Linked DNA regions of Sus scrofa: region 2 is linked to region 1. A link is a contact called in public HiChIP or PLAC-seq data. All regions are on one chromosome and are shown on one strand. The core of a region is the stretch at or near the end of the contact, and the rest is flanking DNA. Distances in the headings are between cores, read along the strand shown. Region 1 overlaps LOC102167410 (5-formyltetrahydrofolate cyclo-ligase). Region 2 overlaps ZFAND6 (AN1-type zinc finger protein 6).

Region 1 (5,021 bases), core at 2,288-4,787:
ATTCAACCCCTCGTCTGGGAACTTCCATATGCCACAGGTACAGACCTAAAAGAAAACAAGAATTAAAAAACAAATATTTACTATCTGGCCCTTTACAAAAAAAATTTGCTAAGCCCTTCTTTAGAGCATCTATCATAGGTTAAAAAAGAAACACAAAACAAAACCATATTTTAGCTTATTCTTTCTTAGCAAATATTAACCAAATAAGTCATATTGAAAAAAAAAGAATTGTCTTTATTGCGGATATGCAGAAATGTTTTGCAGTAAATAGCAACAGCTTTATTCAAATGGCATTTTCTAAATGTTTATTTTGGGTCTGAGTTTAGGATGTTTCACTGTTGTTAATAATCAGATGGACCTAAAAAAATTCAATAAAACTGAAAAGAAATTATAGAACTTCCTACAGTTTTTCACTAACCTTAGGCAACCTCTGGTTGTCTGACTTTTCTCATCTGTAAAACAGATGGATGGAAACTGTCAATTTCCCAGATCTCTTCAGATTCAAAGCTTAGTGATTCCGAGAATTTTAAGGACAATTCCCTGTCTATCTGTGTGACACAATGAATCAATAAATTAAGCCAGTCACAAAGAGGCAAATACTGTACAATTCCACTTGCATGAGGCATCTGCAAATAGTCAAATTCACAGAAACAGAAAGCAGAATGGTGGTTACCAGAGGCAGGTGGGAGGGGGAAAGGAGGGTTGTTTAGTGGATTCTGAGTCTCAATTTGGCGAGATGAAAAGGTTCTGAAGATCTGGTTTACAACAATATGACCCTGCTTAACACTACTGAACTTACATACTTAAAGAGGGTTAAGATGGCAAATTTTATAGTGTATGCTTTTGAACCACAATTTTTTTTAAAAAAAGGAATGAAAGAAGAAACTAAAGCACTGAGGGCCACTGCGCTGGGGCTGGCAGACAGCCCATCCTACAGCATGGGTTCATGGGAGGGTGCAATGAAGAAAGAAAAGCCTGGTTTACTCTTGAGAGCAGTGAAGAACAATTTCTTCAGATACAGAAATATACGGTGCTTCTGGAGCTATTTCCATTTGTCTCACTTTTTAGAAGATGAGCTCTCCAAGTCATTATTCTAAATAATTATAGCACTGCATGATTCCTAAGTCTTAAGAGCTTAGCAAAATGGAAACTTCTCCCAGGCTTCCACCATTTGTTTTACCAAGACGTTAAACAAGCACTTGAAAGTCCTGCAAACTTTCTGGTTCAGTACATTTAACTAAAATAAAATTACACGGTACATTATATTTCTTCTGCTTGCTCTCTTCTCCCATGCCTAGGAGGACTCGTAGCTCGGCTAATACGAGGCTTGTGCCATCTCGAACAAATTCTATTACTGCAAGCCTGAGATAAAGTAACCTATTACTTTGAAATAATAGTACCTGATTTTTATATAATGTCCTTTTCCAATGAGTTCCAAGTGCTTTTTTCACTCCAACTACCCTTGTTATCTGCTTCAATAAGTCTTCCTCTGGTAAGGGAGAAACTTGCTCTTGAAGCCCTGAATGTTCCCTAAAACCTGCTAGAGCAGCTTGAAGGAAAAAGGAAGCAGAAAAAAAGATTCTGAGGATTTGCAGCTCCATCAAAATTCAGTGGAACCAACATAATAAGCAGCCACTACTGATAAATTACTATAGGGAAGGCTTTGTCCAAGGAACTAGAGAAGTCACCAAGAGAAGTAACTATTCAAACTCTCTAGGATCTAACAACCTAGACAGCTGGAAATATCCCTAATAAGTTGTGTGTGTGTGCACAATTAAATAACTGTAATAAGGGTCAGGGCAGTGTAAATAACAAGGAAAGAAGTAAAAAGGAAGGAAGCTGTGCTCTATTAGAGAAGGGGTGATATGCCCACCAGGGAGATGGCCTGTTGTACAAGCAATGAAAGGATGGGTAGGATCTTGAAGGGCCAGGATGGAAAGGCAGGGACAGAGCGTCATGAATAAAAATGCAGTGAGCAAAGGCACGGATGGGGAAAAGCATGGAGTCTGTTCAGGGCCAGGGATTGGTTCTCTTTGGAAGGATTTATGAATGAAGGAAAAGCAAGATGGCTGGAAGGATACCTTTAGACCATGTTGAGAAGGGTGCCCAATGCCATGGTAAGAAATCTACTTAATTCTACAGGGTGAGCCAGGGAACCCCTTGATGGCCTCTGAGAGGAAAGAGAAGGAAACCCATGCCGAGCCTTCAGGAAAATCACAACTCCAAAGGCATGCAGGGAAATCATAGAGAATCTGGGATGCTGGGAAAAAAAAAGTGACTAGGTCTTTTCTGCCATTTAAAAAAAAAAAAAAAAACCAACAGCTCTACATGGACTTCCCTTGTGGCTTGGCAAGTGTAAGGAGGATCCTACATTGTCACTGAAGAGGCTTAGGTTGAAGCTGTGGCTTGGGTCAATCCCTGGCCCTGGGGACCTCTGCATGCCCATGGATACGGCCAAAAGAGAAAAAAAAAAAAAGAAAAATTCAACGTGGAATATTCTTAGTTAACCAGTTTTGTTCCTTACAAAATTTGCTACAAAACTGCCTACTCTTCCCACATACTGCCAATAATATATCAGAAGGACTCCTGAGAGGGCCCTTATCAGCCAAGTCTCAGGGCTACAAACAAGACCCTGGACTCTGGACACCACAGTTATATCTCTCCTTATCCAAGAGGAAACTGGATTTCCTTCAGAGCTTTTTTTTTTTTTTTTTTTTTTTTTTTTGGCTTTTTGCCATTTCTTGGGCCGCTCCCACGGCATATGGATGTTCCCAGGCTAGGGGTCTAATTGGAGCTCTAGCAGCCAGGCTTCACCAGAGCCACAGCAACATGGGATCCGAGCTGTGTCTGCAACCTACACCACAGCTCATGGCAACGCCGGATCGTTAACCCACTGAGCAAGGGCAGGGATCGAACCCGCAACTTCATGGTTCCTAGTTGGATTCGTTAACCACTGCACCATGACGGGAACTCCTCCTTCAGAGTTTTTAAAACTCTTTAGAAAAGGTAAAACAAAAAAGTTTCTTTGTAGTAATAAAACTGTTCTGCATTTTGATTGCTGCAGTGGTTCCACAACTCTATAGATGTGATAAAAATGCAGAGAAATGTGCACACCCATACACATAAATGAGCTGACTGGAAACGGCTGAAATCTGAATGTGGCTGGTAGATGGTGCAAGGTCAGTATCCTGGTTTTGACATGGCGGTACAGTTGCCTAAGAGGTTATTATCAAGGGAAGCTGGCTAAAGGGTACACTGGCCCCACCCTGCACTATTTTTGCAACTTATTATTTTAAAACAATACATCTTTAGAAAAGCAGCTCATACTGTGACTTCCACCTCAGAAAGTCTAAAACCAAATCAGCCCAAATCTACCCTCAATCTTACCTGCCTTTCATTGACCAGAGACTCTAAAAATAATCCCCTTTTCACCGCTTGCCCTCACGAGTTCCCTTTCTAGCCTTCACACTCTTGTCCCACAGTTCGAGTCTCTGAACTTTACAGAAGTCCCATCCTATCTTAAAGACTCAGCCCATGGTTTCTTCCTTTGCCTTCGCATAAATCCACCAAGGCACTCACTTCTCCAAAATCCAGTGAGTAGGACTTCCTGTCATGGCTCAGTGGTTAAAGAATCCGACTAAGAACCATGAGGTTGCGGGTTCGATCCCTGGCCTTGCTCAGTGGGTTAAGGATCTGGCATTGCCGTGAGCTGTGGTGTAGGTCGCAGACGTGGCTCGGATCTGGCATTGCTGTGGCTGTGGTGTAGGCTAGCGGCTACAGCTCTGATTAGACCCCTAGCATGGGAACCTCCATATGCCACGGGAGCAGCCCTAGAAAAGACAAAAAGACAAAAAAAAAAAAAAAATCCAGTGAGTACTGGTGTCAGAGGGCTAGGTGCTCAGCATATGTACCCTTGGAAGGTCCCACCTCTGCAGTGAAGATTAAATGGGCCACATCTTTTCCATAGGCAGATACTGATGGGGGGAGCCAGCTGAATAAAGGAAAGATATTTCCTTGGAAGTGGCATTTTGCCCACTTCATAACTTGGCCTAAAGCTGTCCTTAGGGTTCACCTGGTTTCTTTACCCTCATTTTGCAGGGAAAAAAATATATATATATTTTTTTATTACTTGGTATATTTATTGGGAAAGATTATAAACTTTTGGAGGATATTTTTGACACAGGTGTACTGAATGATTTATATTATTTCTCGCCAACATAACCAATTAGGCTGTGCAGAGAGGAGGCTGGAAGTTATCCTATTAGCCATATGCAAGTCCTGATGTTATATCTACAGTAGGAAGAACAGGACATTATATTCAAGGTCAATTTCACATCCAGTAACTCTACATTCAGGTAACAAAAGACAATTGCTTTCAGTTCATTTCACGCAACTATTGTTATAATCCAAGAATCTAACATCTTGTTTGTAAGCAATTTTAAAACATTAATCTACCTAAACTGAATAGTATCTGCTTCCGTTTCTCCAAAATATAGCTTCTATGTTGGACTCTACATATTTTCTTCTCTGTGATTTTGGTGACTATCTTTAACAGTCTTTTAGAGGGAGGGTGTTTTAGAAGTAAGGACACCTGGGTTGTTTCCCATCGAGGCCTGTTCCTTCATCTGCAAAATGAAAGGATCAACCTAGATGATCTCCAAAATCCCTTCCAGTTCAAACAATCCCCGGTATGCTAATTAAATGACCAAAGGATACAGAAAGGCAAGAAACTGCAGATAAAACCACCACCCAGGCTAATACATTTGTAAAACACTGACATCTGCTGGAAACTGGGAAAAATACTCAGTCCACCCAAAAGCAGCAGCCTTTAAAAACCTGGTCTTAGACATCTCACTTTGAAAAACACGTTCTCAAAGACTCAAGTTTCTTATGAAATTGAGTTTTCTAAAATTTCATTTTCGTTTTAGGCAAAATTTTGAAGAAAATAACTTTAAATCTACTTCAGAAACTTCTAGAACCAGAATTCTGGTTCAAATGGAGCTATTTGGAAACTTGAGCCT
Region 2 (5,253 bases), core at 917-3,416, 190 kb after region 1:
ATTTCTGTATGTGTGTATACATGTGTACATAACATACATATATACATTTAACAAAAAGGGGTAACATTGTATAAACTACTTTGTAACTTATCTTTCCAGGCTAGTAAATAAATAATGTGATTATCTTTCCATGCTAGTAAATAAATAAATTACTCAGTTACCTTCTGAATAAACAGATGGGGGCAGTGAGTAACAACTATCCAAATATCAAAACCTCATTGAATAATTAAATATTACCATCTTCCTATTTTTGTCAGCTTCAGTATCAGATACGGCACAGCAGCCATCTGAAGAGCAAAGCAAGTCTCTTGAAAAACCAAAACAAAAAAAGAATCGCTGTTTCATGTGCAGGAAGAAAGTGGGACTTACTGGTAAGGGCTTAAATCACATGGTTTAAAGTTAAGATTTTATTTAAGATGAGGCATGACATACTATTCCTGGCTTCAATTAAGATTGTTTCTGTTCCCATGAGAGTTAATACTGGATATACTTCACCTTCTGAATTTTCTTAAATGAAAGTAGCTTTAATCGTATCCCTAGAAGTGAGACAAATAGTTTTTCTTTTAAAAACTCATTTCAGACAAGTTTGAGAGTACTAGACAAGTAAGGTCAGCGTGTCATGCTATAAAAGGGCAGAGGTGTGGCTCCTGACTTGTGAGAGCTGAAATCTTGTGAGAGAGAATATTTAAGTACTTGGTGAGCTGCAAAGTACTTTCTCTATGTAAAATAGTTAGTCATAGGTTCGGAGGGTTCAGAGAGGTCATATATGTGTGGTGATAGCCCTGTGCTGACAGCAGTAATCTATACATGTTGACCACCACAACAGAGCTGTTAGATAATATTGTTAAGAGAGGGAGGAAAAAAATGTTGGCAATACTGCTTGGGCAAAGAACGTACATTTAAGTGAGTCACATTGCTTTGGGAATTCAAGGATGGGCATAATTATGTGGAAGAAGAAGAGCAGAGAGACTCATCAAAGAAAATACCATGAAGGTAGAATGTTTCAGCTGGGTCTTAAAAGATGAGGAAGGACATAACTGATGGAAATAGGGACATTTCAGACAGAAAAAAAAAAAACAGCTTGAACACATGCTCAGAGAAAGGAAAGAATAGGGCATGTTTAGGGATCATTAAATGGGAGATAGAGCACAAAATATGTGAAGATGGGTGTTGGATACCACCATCAGACAGACAGAGCGATAAGGCTAATGATGTGTACTGTGGCCAATTGGTGGAGAACTGTTGCATTTATAAATAGCTACCATTTATTGTTTACTCTGTGCCAGGCATTGTGCTGAATACTTTGTATAAAAAATGGTCATAAGAGCTGAGAAAAGTGATAAGATTTTGAATAAAATTATGTTTTAAGAAAATTTCTCTGTTTAAGGAGTAGATTGGAGATAAAGAGGAAAGGAAATTACAGTCTGATATCAGTGATGTTTAAGATTGGCCCATGCCTGGTGATCATTGTACAACTATAAATGTAATAAAATTCATTGAGTAATAAAAAAAAGAAATATGTATATATTTTTCCCTAAGTATTTTGAGAGTAGTTTAGCTCATCTTCATCTAATCTCTTTTATGACCTATTTTTTTTTCAGATTTTCTAAAATAAATGCGTGTTATTTTTATAATCAACAAAACCATTCATATAAAAAAAAAAGACTGGCTTAAGCCTTGACAAATGTGTTTTTTTAAAGAATACAAACATGAACAAATAAGGCATTTCAAACTCTGTGTATATTTAGTATCAAGTACTGTCTTAAAATCTCAGCAACTTAGGTTTCATGATTAGAAGGCTGTGACATAGTAATTTTCATCTTGTTCCATCTTGTCAGTCTAGTGTTATTCTTGGCTTCATTTTTCATTCATTATTATGAAATTACAGAGTATGTTTTTGAAGTTATAAAAAAATGTAAAGGGAGTTTACATCAAATTTCTCACAATTCTGTCATACCATAAAATTCGAATTTGAGTGTGCAGGACTGGTTTTATTTAAAGACTAGCCATACTGCATATATTATATCCCTTTTGGGTTCAATTCTTTAGGCATTTCCCTAAAATAGCACTTATTACATATTTACTATGTGTTAAGCACTTACTACTTCCTCATTTAATTCTTACAGTAACTAATTCTAAAGCTACAGATGCAGAAACTGAGGCTCACGTAGGCTAAGTAATTTGCCTACGTTAATAAGTAGATTCATGCCTAGGCAGTCTGACTAGATCTCATGCTCTTATTAATCACTCAGCCAGATTACAGTGTGCATCTCCATTGGAGGTTAACCAGGGAAAGCTAATACATTGTTTTATTTGTTAACAGTTCTGTCAGAAGTTTCGTCTTTCTTAATTAAATCTTAAGATTACCTTCTGACAACATGCTTATTTTTTTCACATTGTAGTATTTGAGAAATGCTTCGCATTTTCAATTTAGCAGTCCTGATTTTGATAGGAAGTAATTGTGGCTATGTCACAGGTGAAAAAGCTTGAGCTCAGGGAAGTGGTTATGACTTGTTTTGGAACAAACCTGTATTTGTAGGTGGGAACAAGAAATGAAGCTAATCGGCTAGTGAATTTTGAGAGTGTTATTATATTACGTCGTGAAACTGCTCTTTTTCTTCTGTTTGTTTAGGATAATTCTTTAGATTGCTGCTCTAAATACATGATCTTTTTAACATTAATTATGTTAAAGAATTTAATATTTAGACCTTCCATTCAACTCATATTAGATGTATTACTCTACTTTCAGGGTTTGAATGCCGGTGTGGAAATGTTTACTGTGGTGTACACCGTTACTCAGATGTACACAATTGCTCTTACAATTACAAAGCTGATGCTGCTGAGAAAATCAGAAAAGAAAATCCAGTAGTTGTTGGTGAAAAGATCCAGAAGATTTGAACTCCTGCTGGAATACAAAATCCTTTGACCATCTGCAAACTAAAAATTGACTTGAGGTTTTTTTTCCTAGTCATTGGGAATGTAGAGCAATGTATCTTGCATAGACCTTTTAATCATGCATGTCATCAGAAGAATAGATTTTTGTTTTTGTTTTGAAAATGACTCTGAACATTTATTTCCATTGCAGTTTCTGTGGCTGAAAAGACTTAAGTAAACTTTACAAGTATTATCCTTTTAAGATCATTTTAATTTTAGTTGAGTGCAGAGGGCTTTTATAACAAACGTGGAGAAATTTCAGAGGGCTGTGATTTTTTTCCAGTATTAAACATGCATGCGTTGATCTTGCAGTTTATTTTCTCATTGTGTATGTAAATATAGCTTTTCTCTGCAGCACGATTTCTCTTTTGATAATACCCTTTAGGGTACAACTAGTTATCAGTAACTGAATGTATCTTAATCATTATGGCTGCTTCTGTTTTTCATTAACAAAGGTTATACATATGTTAGCATATAGTTTCTTTGCACCCACTATTTATGTCGGAATCATTTGTCACAAGAGAGTGTGTGCTGATGAGATTCCAAGTTTGTGTGTTTTTAATTTTTTTGAGCGAGGGAAGGAAAAGCTGTATGCATTTCATTGCTGACTGCAGGTTTCTTTCAGGTTACGTTCATCGGTCTGTGTGTATACAATATGAAGAATGATCTGAAGTAATTGTGCTGTATTTATGTTTATCCACCAGTCTTTGATTAAATAAAAAGGAAAAATATAATGTTCCCTTGTATTACTTTTTCTCTGTTACTCTTTCTGGTAGTTCATTTTGGTCCTTTAGTTTTCTATTTTACTAGTGTTTTGAGACAGACTCACATCTATTTGTGGCTGATCTTTTGATGATAAATGTAGTCTTAAATTTCTGTGAGTTGAAGATGTCAGCATTTCTTTAAAGCCAAGAACTTTTCTATCACTCAGATGTCACATTTTCTAGTTCTTATCTGATTCTCTGTTCTGCACTTTGTCACACTGAATTAGCATCTAGTAGAAGTTTTGTTTTGTTTTTTTCTGGTTAGATTAGAGAAACTGAAAGAACATAACTCAGACTTGGCAGTTGGAAAATTGCGGAGTAGAAAGACCTCCAAAAGACCATTTGTCCTGTGGCTTTCAAACTTAACCTGGCAGCTGGCCTTTTAAAAAAAAATGTGAAATATGTAAAGCAGATTTAAAATAATATTTTACAATATAGATTGCTGTTTATTTACTACTTGTATATTCTTAGTATGTATAGTCTTTGTATGTAATGATGTTTAGCATTAAAATCTGTAAATAAGAGAAAAACTATAATGATTATCCCAATAGATCCAGTTAAAGTATTTAATAGAATTTAACACCCATTCAAGATAAACTCTTGATAAATTAGGACTAGAAAGGAATTTCCTTTAAGGCGATAGTTTCTATGTAAAACCAAACGGAGAGTTCCCGTTGTGACTCAACAGGTTAAAAACCCGACTCATATTCATGAGGAAGGGACTTCAATCCCTGGCCTCACTCAGTGGGTTAAGGATCTGCAGTTTCAGCAAGCTGCAGCATAGGTCACAGCTGCAGCTCTGATTCCCCCCATAGCCTGGAAACTTCCATATGTTGCAAGTGTGGCCCTAAAAAGAAAAACAAATAAAAACCAAGCATCTTCCAAAATGAGGAAAATCCATTCTCTTTCAAGTCAGAAATAAAGGGCTAGTTTTCCACTCTCACTACTTACATTCAAAATTGTGTTGGAGATTCTAGCCAATAGAGTAAGTCAAGGAAGGAGGAAGTCAAGGAATAGAAAGGAGGAAACACTCATTATTTGTACATTACGTGTTCATTTTTCAAGAAAACCTAAACTTATCTAAAGAGAAAGTACCAGAAATACACGACTTCGTTAGGTAGGTAGGTATATCATTAATTCTCAGAAGTCAGTTGCATTTCTTTACAGCAACGACAACTAGAAAACCAGAAGAGGAGTTCCCGTCGTGGCGCAGTGGTTAACGAATCCGACTAGGAACCATGAGGTTGCGGGTTCGGTCCCTGCCCTTGCTCAGTGGGTTAACGATCCGGCGTTGCCATGAGCTGTGGTGTAGGTTGCAGACACGGCTCGGATCCTGCGTTGCTGTGGCTCTGGCGTAGGCTGGTGGCTACAGCTCCGATTGGACCCCTAGCCTGGGAACCTCCATATGCCGCGGGAGTGGCCCAAGAAATAGCAAAAAGACAAAAAAGAAAAAAAAGAACAAATTCTGAGAGTTCCTGTTGTGGTTCAGTGGGTTAAAGTCCCGACATTGTCTCTGTGAGGGTTCGGGTTCGATCCCTGGCCTCACTCGGTGGGA

Evidence for each region. HiChIP or PLAC-seq counts read pairs in DNA pulled down with a chosen protein or histone mark.
Region 2: a contact with region 1 is called in an H3K27ac HiChIP or PLAC-seq map of alveolar macrophages. The contact joins two enhancer-like sites. A contact is called at or near these places in 1 of 5 promoter capture datasets (liver) and 1 of 2 datasets of contacts at active chromatin or transcription factors (alveolar macrophages).

Annotation. Positions count from the first base shown.
Region 1 is chr7:48,836,379-48,841,399 of Sscrofa11.1, forward strand. All of the region lies in intron 2 of LOC102167410 (5-formyltetrahydrofolate cyclo-ligase), which reads right to left. Among named protein-coding and RNA genes, the nearest start is that of BCL2A1, 59 kb to the right of the region's middle. Within about 2 kb of position 3,538, at least 1 of the 83 cell types and tissues checked has an H3K27ac peak or open chromatin away from gene starts, as enhancers often do. A contact at or near this core is called in alveolar macrophages, where this site is marked.
Region 2 is chr7:49,031,040-49,036,292 of Sscrofa11.1, forward strand. ZFAND6 (AN1-type zinc finger protein 6) reads left to right here. Exons shown (of 6, transcript XM_021098857.1): 5 at 258-371; 6 at 2,750-3,672. The coding sequence ends at 2,898. Among named protein-coding and RNA genes, the nearest start is that of FAH, 14 kb to the right of the region's middle. Within about 2 kb of position 2,167, at least 1 of the 83 cell types and tissues checked has an H3K27ac peak or open chromatin away from gene starts, as enhancers often do. A contact at or near this core is called in alveolar macrophages, where this site is marked.